Regions from separate parts of the Triticum aestivum genome. Here region 2 is linked to region 1. The links are chromatin contacts, called in public Hi-C maps. All regions are on one chromosome and are shown on one strand. The core of a region is the stretch at or near the end of the contact, and the rest is flanking DNA. Distances in the headings are between cores, read along the strand shown.

Region 1 (5,269 bases), core at 430-2,929:
AATGGGTTGCAGTATTATCTGATCTTAGCATTGGTATCTGCATTAAGGTTGTTGGGATTTCCCCCATCATGCTGTTATTTGATATGTCTAGATAGAAGAGGAATTTTAGGCTACTGACCCAGTCAGGTATCTGCCCTGTTAGCTGATTGTCTTGTAAAAATAATATCTCCAACTTTTCTAGCTTTGATAGCCAATGGGGTATTTTTCCCAACAATGAGCAACCTGCTATTGCTAGAACTTGAAGATTCTCAAAACCGGCAATTCTGTCATCATCTGGCATGGTCTCTTTCATGAAGTTGAGCCCAATAAGAAGGGTGGTGAGATTCTTGGAGCTCCTAAGTAGATGAAGTGCACTTGTGATATTTGTAAGATTGTTTTTAACAAGTGATAGGAATGAGAGGTACTTCAGGTTGCCTATTTTTTCTGACAGCTGGCCATGGAAATTATTGAAAGATAGCCCAAGTGCAGTTAGATTGCTGCAGGAGTAGATGCTTTCCGGAATTTTGCCTCTGAAGCTGTTGTTCCTAAGATCTAAAGTTTTTAGATAGGGTAGGTTGGAGAAATTAACCTTGGCGAGTTCTCCACTGAAATTGTTGTTCTTGAAGTCAATGGTTATGAGATTTGTGCAGTTGTTCAGAGTCGATGGCAGCTCCCCATACATGAGGTTGTTGTTTAAACGGAGTTCCTCTAATCTCTTTAGATGACCTATAAATTCTGGAATCTTGCCAGTGATGCTGTTCTCTCCAAGATCAAGAGTACTCAGATTACTGAGTTTCCCAATATGTGAGCCTTCAAGTGTTCCTTGTAAACCGTTCCCGGGGAAGGAGACATATTCTAACAAGGTAGCATTGAAAAGTTCATCTGGGAGAGTCCCACTGAGGCGGTTGTGGCCAACCTTGAGCACTCTGAGCATGGAGCAGCTACCAAATTCAGGGGGAATGCTCCCTCTGAATTGATTGTAGCAGAGTTCAAGCACTGCCAAAGATGGCGAGCTGGCACAAAAATGAGTTGGTAGCTGCCCAGTAAAGCTGTTGTTGCTGGCATTGAGTGCAACCAGATTCTTCATCACCTGCCATGTTGAGGACGGAAACTGTCCTGTAAACAAATTGCTTGAGATGTTCAGTACCTTCAGTGGCCGGGCATGGGTAGATGACAACTCGTGTAGGTCTCCTCTGAGACGGTTAAAGCTGACGTCTACGATGAGGATGCTTCTGGAGGATACCAGTTCCTGTGGTACACCACCAGATAGCAGATTGTTTGACAGGTTGAGGCGCAGCAATCCAGTGAGGTTCCCAAGAGAAGGTGTGATGTGCCCCTGAAGACTCCTAGAAGCCAGCAAGATATCCGTAACAATCCCATCTGTGCTGCAGGTGATCCCTTCCCACTGGCAGCAAGCCGTGCCATGCTGCCAGGACGCATCGAGGCCACCGTGTTGTGAGAGCCCGCCGAGAAACTGGAGAAGGGAGTCCTTCTCCTGCTCCGTGCAGGAACTGGTAGGAGAGGCCAAGCATATCAGCAGCACAAGAGCTAGGCCAAGGGAAGGTATGTGCAATATCTTGCTGTATGTCTTGTTAGGAAAATGGAGTGTCTGCATGGTTTTCTGGTGAAACTAGCACTGGAACCGGAGGTTATGTTGTCCCCTGACTAGATAAAGCATCAATGGTGGTCTAACCATGAAAGAGCTTGATGGGAAAGAAAGAAGCAGATCTTGCTCCCATTTGTTCTGTCCCTTGTAGTGGTAGTCAACAGGATTGGATTTTACACAACTGCCCCCAGCCCACCAGGCCGCTTCCTAGTTCACACTGATGTTTCAGTGTTTCACCATCGGTTGCATGCTGTAATCTACTGACAAGTCTATTGCCCAATCTTCCTGAACACCTTCCGTACCAAAAGGACTTCATTGTAGATTTTCTAGTCCTCCTTGACTCAATCCTCGATGAAATTTTACAGCGTGCCTTAGTTTAGTTGCCCTGACATCACCTCTCTAACTGGCTTCACTAAATAAATCTCACCTGTTTCCCACTAGCACTGAACTAAACTATTACTTCTCGGCGCATCATTTGCCTTTTGGGAACAGATAGTACGGAGGTAATTATTTCTAGAAGGTGCTTGCGCTTGAGAGCGATCATCGGCGTCTCCGTCAGTGTGCGGACAAACACAAGTGGAGGGAAAGAAGTGCAATTTTGTTGCTTAATGGGCACGGGGTGGATGATTGACCTGCTGGGTAATCTGTTCTTTGTTTCATCCTCTTGACCCAGGCATTAACTTCGTCTGATGGATACATTTGCTGTTAGTTACCATTGTCCTGGCTCCACTTTCGCACTATTGTGGACCATATGGACTGGTTTTCATCTGAATTTGGAGGCGGTTCGAAGTAAACATCGTAGCGTGTGAGCTCTGGCAGTGGCAAGCTCGTTCATCACTTGTCTCTGATGCTTTTTTTTTTTGCGGAACAAAGGGCTGATACATATATATGTATCAGGAAACAGAGTTTACAACAAGCCCTTAGTTGTGAGGGACATCTACAGGACTACTACCAATTCAACACGCTGTGTGAAGACTAGTTCTAGCATAACAAGCAAGGTTGTGACTAAACATATTCTGCTCCGTACTAATCTTCATGACAATAGTCTCTGATGCTTGTCAGCTTGTGGTTGTGGGAACGCTTGTGCTGTGTGGAAATGGTCCTTTGGAACCGAACCATGTACAGTATCAGTTATAGTTTTAGTACTTCAGTTGAATATATGTTGAATATATATATGATTGGTGTTATGTAAGAATCACATTGCTTTTGGGGTACAAGTTTAGTTTAGCTTTTGGATGACAATGATGTGCTGATGTTTGCTGCAGCGTATCGTAGATGTTGCACTCTATCATTGATCACCGTGCATGTGGTTAATGATTTTCCACTCTGATTGAGGAAAAATATACCAAATGAATGAAGGCTCGCTGCAGAGTTGGCAATGAATCCCCTTTGTTGTCATGTTTAGCATGTATCAGTGGTACTGTGTTTTCACCCCTCAAGAAAAAAAAGCGGTACTCTGTTTTCTGCTTTTGTCCATGTTATAATTATCGGATACAGTGTGGATTGAAGAACATAACACAAGAGACTGACACCATATTATTATTATTATTATTATTATTATTATTATTATTATTATTATTATTATTATTATTATTATTATTATTATCATTATTATTTATTTTGTGATGAGCCACATGTTGTATTTGGCATGTCAGCATGTGTTTCAACACGTTGATGTGCCGCGTTGATGTAGCTAGACCACGGATTTGGCTCGTCATTTCGTCAAGCATTTATTTGGTGCGGTCTTCACGGCGCGCGACAGCCGGCTCTCTCGTTACCAGGGGAGCTTATATAGAAAAACAAAAGCAACTTGTTTTTTGTGCATAGTGCCACTTGGAAGTTTCACACTTGGCCACTTGGAGTACGAAAATGGCGGCGTGACCACTGGCCCGACTACGCGACGATGGCTCTTAGACTGTTACTTAATTATTTGGCGTGCTTGTACGTTTGCCGCCAACGTGTAGTTGATCCCCATCGTCTTGTTCTTTGTCGTACGTGTTTTGGAAAGGCATCCTTTTTTTCTTTTTCTTTTCTTCTTTCACCAGTGTGCTTTTCCTGAGTCTTGACCATGGGGGATTCTTTTTATTTTTTTGGAGACAAGCCCAGGGGGAATAAATAGGTCTTGGTTCTTTTTTCTTTGGTTGAGAGAAAACATAAGCCTCTGCGGGCTCTAGCCCAGGCTAGGCCTCTAAGGCCTAATTTGTTATCCTGTACGGCCTAACGCCGCCGACTCCTCGTCCACAAGCAGCCCGGCCCACTTCCCCAACACCGTCGTGGCAACTCGCGGCAGCTCGAATCGAGCGAGGTACGACGAGCGCATGTTCGCCGTTTGGCAGCTGCACGCGACGGCGATGCCGCTCTATCTGGAACATACTACTCCGTTTCGTGATTGTGCCTCTTTACTCCGTTTCGCCGTGTTACTGCAAGGCTGTGATCGATTACGTAATACATGTTTAGTACCACATCGCCAACTTTGGGTAGCACCCAACAGCATAAAAGGTGGCGGCCGGGAGCGAGTTCCACCGTGCGGCAAGCACGGTATAAAGCAACAGCCTATGAGCTATAATCCTCTTGGTATAAACCTCGACAAGGTAATTACTATCTCTATGATTCAAAACACCGGCTCACTTGATAAACTAACCCATGGAAGCCCGTCGTCCTTGTCAACAGTTTGCGCACAAATTCGACATGCTGTATTTTTTTCTTTTGAAAAAACTACGATTTATTAATTAAACTGTTACGTATAATGTGCTGCCTAGTCTCTTCCACCAGATTGATCTTTTGATTGCATTGGCTAGAGCATGCACATCTACACAAACATCATGACAGTACAAAAGAACATCAAAATTGATGAAAAATTACATACATGTCCGTAGACTGCCTAACAACGACTAGAAGCAAAATGAGCCGACATCGTCCCTCCCTCATTGCAGTCGGCCAAATCTTGTAGTAGTAGATATCTAGGAAGTCTTCCTGCAGGCCCCAAAGGACCAGCACAACAACCATCCTCGATGAAGAGAAGTGAAGATTGGAGGGATCAAATTTGTAGACACATGAACACAGATGAATAAAGACCGGATCAAGCAGATCCATCGAAAACAAAAAACGATCAAATCCAGCGAGATCCGTCAGAGACACACCTCCATGCGCCCTCCAACGACATTGGACGGATCACCAAGATGGGGAACAGGCGAAGAGAACCTTATTTCACCTTCAGGGAGCCGCCGCTGCCTCACCTTTCTGAACAAGACACAAACCATAAACAAACTCTGAAAAACACCTAAAACAAGCAGGATCCCTCCCGCCGACAGAGACTGAGATCCACCGCGCCTCCATAGCCCTAAGGCCAGAGAAGACGAGTAGATAGGTGGCAGCAGCGACATGAGGCGAGGAACCCCTAGTCGGCTTTGACATGTTGCATTATGCAACAACCAATTCCCTTTTTTAAAGTGCAAGAATCAATTCATTTTACACACGACACATTAACCATTTAAAAGAAATAAATAACTGAATTCTTCAAATCAAAGGCATAGCTCGAACTGGAAAACTAGGCGCGACGCATGCGCCCAGGTGCCAAAAGAAGAACGTGTCATCCTCCGCGTAGCCGATGATGATGCCTTCGTCATCGCACCTGAAGTATGTCAGGATGTTGTCTGGGAAGCTACACCGCATTAAAGAAGGTCC
Region 2 (5,637 bases), core at 831-3,330, 46 kb after region 1:
CTTTTTTGTCCATTTTGATGACAAGTATTTTCGGACGGAGGGAGTACCAGATAGCCCACAATGTCACTACGACCTTGACGAAATCATCATGTTGTAGGCTGTCAATTAATGTAAATAACCACCCTTTGGCTTCCGGTTCCCTTATGTTATCAACAGTTTCAGCAAGGTCTGGGTTCCAACGCCCATAGGCATCTCACCATATTACAGTGAAGGAGTGAGTGCTGTCATGAATCGTCCGTTCCACAAAGGCCACATGTAGACATTGTCGCCATGTTTCTGTGAGTTAGAAGATCAGCCGTGGGCAGAGATTGCTGGGCAAGCCTCCATAAGAAAAATTTAACCTTAGAAGGGACATTGGCCTTCCACATACTTGTCCATGCCTTCAACTCACTCTCCGAATTTGAAGAATCTGCTGTTTCCTCAAGCCAAGCTTCCCGGTGAGCCTTTTTTTAGGGGTTCCCGGCGAGCCTTTGTGGATACTAACATTCTTCTAAATGGATCAATTGCGCAATTAGGTAACACATACGGCCTAGTAGCACCATCGTGTCCACCGGTGCCGTTTATTACCAGCCCGGCCCACTTCCAACAAAACCCAAAGATACTCCACACAGGCGGCGGCCGGTGCGCGCGGGGGCGAGCAGGGCAGTGCCGCCGTGGCGTTCGGTTCCGGCAGCCGGCACGCGATGGCGACGCCGCTGGCCGCCCTCGCTGGAATTGAGTGATCGCCGTGTTACCGTGAGGCTGTGATCGATGTCTGCTGTGTACGGAGTACATGTTTAGTACCACATCGCCAACTTTGTCCAACGCCCCACAGCATAAAGCGCGGCGGTCGGGAGCCAGATCCACCGTGCGGCAAGCACGGTAGAAAGCAACAGCCTATTGGGCTATCATTCTCTTGAGCTACCCCGACAAGGTAATTACTCTCTCTATGATATGATTCAAAGCACCGCCCATCACTTGATGGATTATCCAGACTAACCCATGGAAGCCCGTCGTCCCTGCAGGGGCGGCCTTTTTTTTTTTGTCTGGTTTTTTCTCCCACAACCTTGTCAACCGTCCAGTTTATCATGATGCTGGTTATTTACGCCACGCTGAGGTTGCGCAGGAATTAACATTCTGCATGTTGCATTATGCAGTAGGCAAATCCTTTTGCGAAGCTATAAACACAATACATTGTCCATTCCAAAGAGAGAGAAAAGCTGAATTGTTCATATCAAAGGCCCAGCTCAGCGCACACGCCCAGGTCCCCAAATAAGAACGTGTCAACCTCCGCCAAACCGCTCATACCCTCTTCATCGCCGCACCCGAAATATGTCTGCACATCGTCCGGGAAGCTACACCGCATTGACGAATTTCTAGGCTTCGTCTCCCGCCGCTGTGTCGTCGGTGGTGGCGGTAAGGGGGGACACGACGACGAAGACAGCGAGTTGGTGCTGATCTGGGAGGCTGCCACCCGCTCCATCATCTCCTTCAACCTGGGCGCTTTCAGCAGCGGGCCGAGCGCCGACGCCGCATGAGACGTTGGACTCGCCTGGGGCGGTTGCAACCGATCATTGACACAACGAGGGGTGTTGAGACCGCCCGCGTCGTCAGCGTGGCAACAGTGATGCCACTTGATGTAGCGACTGACGTCGAAGTTGGTGACAGCATTGAGGCCGCAGTGCTCGATGGCGGCGATGTCGTACGCCATGGCTGCCTCCTCCTGCGTCACTGCCACACACAAAAAATGCATATCTCAGTGGTATTGCATGGTAACAAAAAAAAAATCGTTTCACGCAAAGAAATCCCTATGAAATCGTCGGTAACTGCCAAACGCCACGATAGATCGAGTGCCCGGTCAAATGACAAGTACCAAGGTTCCCAGCAGGGAGGCATGGAGAGGGATTGGTTGGAACGTTTTGGGCAGTGGATCAGACGTGCGCGTGCGTGACTGCGTGTGGCGTGGCAAGCGCATCCTGTTGGAATGGCGCCAAATCTCTCGTGTCACTTGTTTTTGCTTGTCGCCTCCGAGGCTTAGCTGTGCTGATGGAGCTCGTGGTTGAGGAGCCCCGAGCTCCTCTGCTCCATGGCTCCACCCACAAGGAGGGACCGTGGGGTGGGAAGCTTTTTTCATTTCGAGAAAAGTCATGGCGGTTTATGGATGTCCTGTAGTTAGATCAAGGTTTAAGATTATTATTAGTTGTAGTATGATGCAAGTGCTGACGTGTCACTTGGTGCTGCTATTTTTTTTGTGGTTAACACAGGAAGGCGCTTACGGCTCTTGCCAAATCCATCTGCTTTGGCATTCAGGACATACCTGGCATCTGTTTCTTTTCTTATGATACATCTTATCCTCAAAAGATTTTGGATTTGGCCTTATGGCATCTACAACCGGACTTAGCAACTCTGGTCCCTCAAACGCCCCGGGCCCTGTCGTGTCCACGGACATTGACAGGTCACGCCTCAAATTTTTCTTCTCACAACCGGACACCTCAATTAATATACCTCAAATTCATACAAACTCATGCAACTACGTAAACGATGCATTACACACATTGTCCAACTACTATATCAGGATATGTGATCGGACTACCAAAAATTGGCATGTTTAACCTACACGGACAAGGTCATGCACGGCTGCCCTTGCCCTTCCCGGCGCCCTTGCCGTCCTTCTCACAGAAGTAGCGGTCGAAGACCTAGTACGGATTGAGCCAGATCTGCTCATTGCCGGAGCTATCCGACCCGTCGTTGTCCTTCTTCTCCTCCTTCGGGGGGGAGGGGGGGAGGGGGAGGGGGGCAGTCTGGCCATGGCACGGACCGCCCGATTCTACTCTCGGGCGAGGGCACGTGTGTTCCTCCGCCGCCGCTTCTTTACAATGCGGGCGCTGATGGCTTCCTCCTCCGCGGCCGCCCGTGCAACCGCATCAGCCGCCTCCACTGCCACCATGTCGCCAGCGAGACGGGCCTCGGCCGCCCTCATTCCTCTTCTTCCCACGACGGGCACACCGTCCCGGGACTCATACTCCGGTTGGTCGGTGATGGGGAAAGGGAGATTGGAAGGCTCCCAAGAGGACCGCGATGATCTAGCGCCAGAGGATCCGAGCGCCCGATGCGTCGACGCAATGAACTCGCGACGGATACATCCTGCCGTGGGTCGGGCAATGTCCTCCCAAGAGTAGCGAAGTGCAATGCAGACGACCAGTGCCTTCTCCAAACCGCACAAGACGACACCCCCAATCGACGGATCTGTACTGCTCGTCGTCGGATCCGCTGCCCGCCAGGGCAGAGAAGGCCGGAGTTCGCCAGACGGAAGCTCGGGTGGCGGAGGGGAGTGGAGTGAAGTGACTAGGGTTTGGCCCGGGCACTGGATGGGGAGGAATATATGGGGTCGGGTAGGCGAGCGTGGGCTGGGTCCGACGTGGCGGACGCGCCCGAGTGCCCCATATTCGCCCTACATTTAGGCTGGATATGTGGGGTGCCGGTCAGCCTAGGCGTCTGAGACCCGTTTGAGGCGCCTGTCTGGGTCGCTTTTTTGTGACCGGCCACATCAGGCCGTCCGCTCGGGTGTATGAGAGGGTTTGAGGTGCTGGCTGTAGATGCTCTTACCCGATTGAAAAACTTGCTACCTGAGTGGGTACTGCTCCTACATACTCGTATTTCCTAAATGAATGGTGGTCTTTCTCTTTTTACCAAAATTAAACATGTTCATACGATGGGATTCGAAATTGGGTATGGTTTTAAAGTCACCTAGTTTAAACACAGAGAAGAAAATGTTTGCTAACGAGCTCGCTGAAATTCCTACACAAATCTGTTCTTTTTTCATTCATTGCTTTAGTGCATAATGATGCCCATTTACCACTGTAACCAGCAAAGTTCTAGAGCAAGTGTAAAGTGTTTGTTCTCAGATGCGATCTCGTTGTCCAATCTTTTCCTTTCCCCATCGCGAAAGCAACGGCTACAGTGAAGAACCAATCCCCTCTAGGCTCCACAGGTCAGTCCGTCGATTCACCTCCCCTATGTGTGCCATTCTGGAGGCCCATGGCAGGGGAGGGGCGGCCTTGATGCCTCAGCTCCGGCTAGTATAGTTAGGTTTTTTCCGCACTTGCAAGGTCCACGCTCGGACGGACAATGTGACTTCATCTTCGGTCTTTCGGGCTCCGATCCTTCTCGAATTTGTCAGTCAGGATGGAGTCGGAGCACCCTCGTAGATTCTTGTCGTCTCATTGGGGCAACGAGGTGTGGATTGCTCGTTGTGTGTGGGGGACCGCAAGATCTGGTGCCGGTTAGATTGATGCAAAGTTTCAACGACGATGATAGCGGCTCGATGGTGCTAGTCCTTAGAGGAAAATGCATGATTCTTTTTTCCAGGTTGTGATCGACAAGGTCAGGCCAGCTCCCAGTAGGGAAGTGGCGCGTCGATTGTTCATTCTAGCAACAGTAGTGGTTGTTCACTTAGATGTAATTTTACTATGTTTGCAGTGTTTTGTACTACTTCTGCTAAAAAAATTAGAAAAAGAATGATAAACTTTTATAAGCCGGTCTTGTTTGAAAAATAAAATAAAATAAAGGTAAAGTGTTTGTTCTAGAAAAATAGAATGAGTGCAGCATCATCAATTCTGTACTTCCCTCGTGTCTCAGAAGAGAAATGCCACAACCAATCTAATAACGACACAAGCAGGTAACTTTTGGTTGCCCATGCTGACTCAGGTAAAGAGAATATATCCCTCAACAACACGTCAGTTTACTCAACAGCTCCTATCATATTCCACTCATCCATAAAAAGTTTACGACGCGTTTGGTTTGCGCTCAGGTAACGTATTCGACTTGGGTATCGGGAAGCTCCGTCTTCAGACTATTTTTACCGAATACGAGATATGTTTGTTTCGAGCGTTCGGCTCCCGGTTTTCTAATCACCTTCAGTCCCGCCGTTTTCCGCTTCACGAGCGCATGTATCGGAAGACACCGCTACCTAATACATCGTGGGCCTACCAAACGCCGGATTCTGTTTCAGAAAGCGCTGTAATCAGAAGTCGTGACATTTCCGTCGAACCAAACGCGTCGTTAGCTCTTAAGAATGGATCAGTAACTTACCGTAGGTGCCTAGGTAGAGATACTTGTTGCCAAACACACGCCCAATCCTAGCCTCCCATTTGCCGTTGTGGTGATGCCTGCAAAAACATCTCTGAATTCATTTTTTGACGAACAACATCTCTGAATTTCACTGACACATACATACGCGCAGAGTTTTTCTTGCAAGAATCTGAAAAATGTTCAGTACAAATCTTGCAATGAAAGATCAGCTCTACCCTGCGACGCCTCTGTACTTGGACACCCCTCTTGAGAAGCCAGTGCTTTTCCTGCGTAAAAAAAGGAGAGGAACAGACAATATGTAATCATCACAAAACCATAAGGTCAGGATAAATCTTTTGTGTCATTATTACATTTTGCCACGCTGTCTGATCTGATAACAGACAGAACCACTTGCCAAAAATTGGAGTTATTTGTGTACCTCCGGAGCGAGCCGATGTACTCCTCCCTGGACTGCGCCTCATTTCTTTCAACTCTTGGCCGTAGCTAGACAGCTGCAAAATGTTCGTCAGAGTCCAATTAAGAAGTCAGGTACGTGTGCCTGCATTCTGCTAGCTCTAGGCATGCCGC

Evidence for each region. Hi-C and Micro-C count contacts between places; a contact is called where the count stands out from the background.
Region 2: a contact with region 1 is called in a Hi-C map of an unstated tissue, with 5 times the contacts expected there. The contact joins the enhancer-like site here to the promoter of LOC123132302 in region 1. A contact is called at or near these places in 3 of 5 Hi-C or Micro-C datasets (leaf and an unstated tissue) and 1 of 1 datasets of contacts at active chromatin or transcription factors (leaf).

Annotation. Positions count from the first base shown.
Region 1 is chr6A:101,919,295-101,924,563 of IWGSC CS RefSeq v2.1, forward strand. LOC123132302 (tyrosine-sulfated glycopeptide receptor 1) reads right to left here and starts at 1,680. Exons shown (of 1, transcript XM_044552094.1): 1 at 1-1,680. The coding sequence starts at 1,594. LOC123132307 (a long non-coding RNA gene) reads left to right here. Exons shown (of 2, transcript XR_006464624.1): 2 at 2,851-3,157.
Region 2 is chr6A:101,965,216-101,970,852 of IWGSC CS RefSeq v2.1, forward strand. It overlaps the pseudogene LOC123132308. Among protein-coding and RNA genes, the nearest start is that of LOC123132302, 47 kb to the left of the region's middle. Within about 2 kb of position 2,081, at least 1 of the 8 cell types and tissues checked has an H3K27ac peak or open chromatin away from gene starts, as enhancers often do.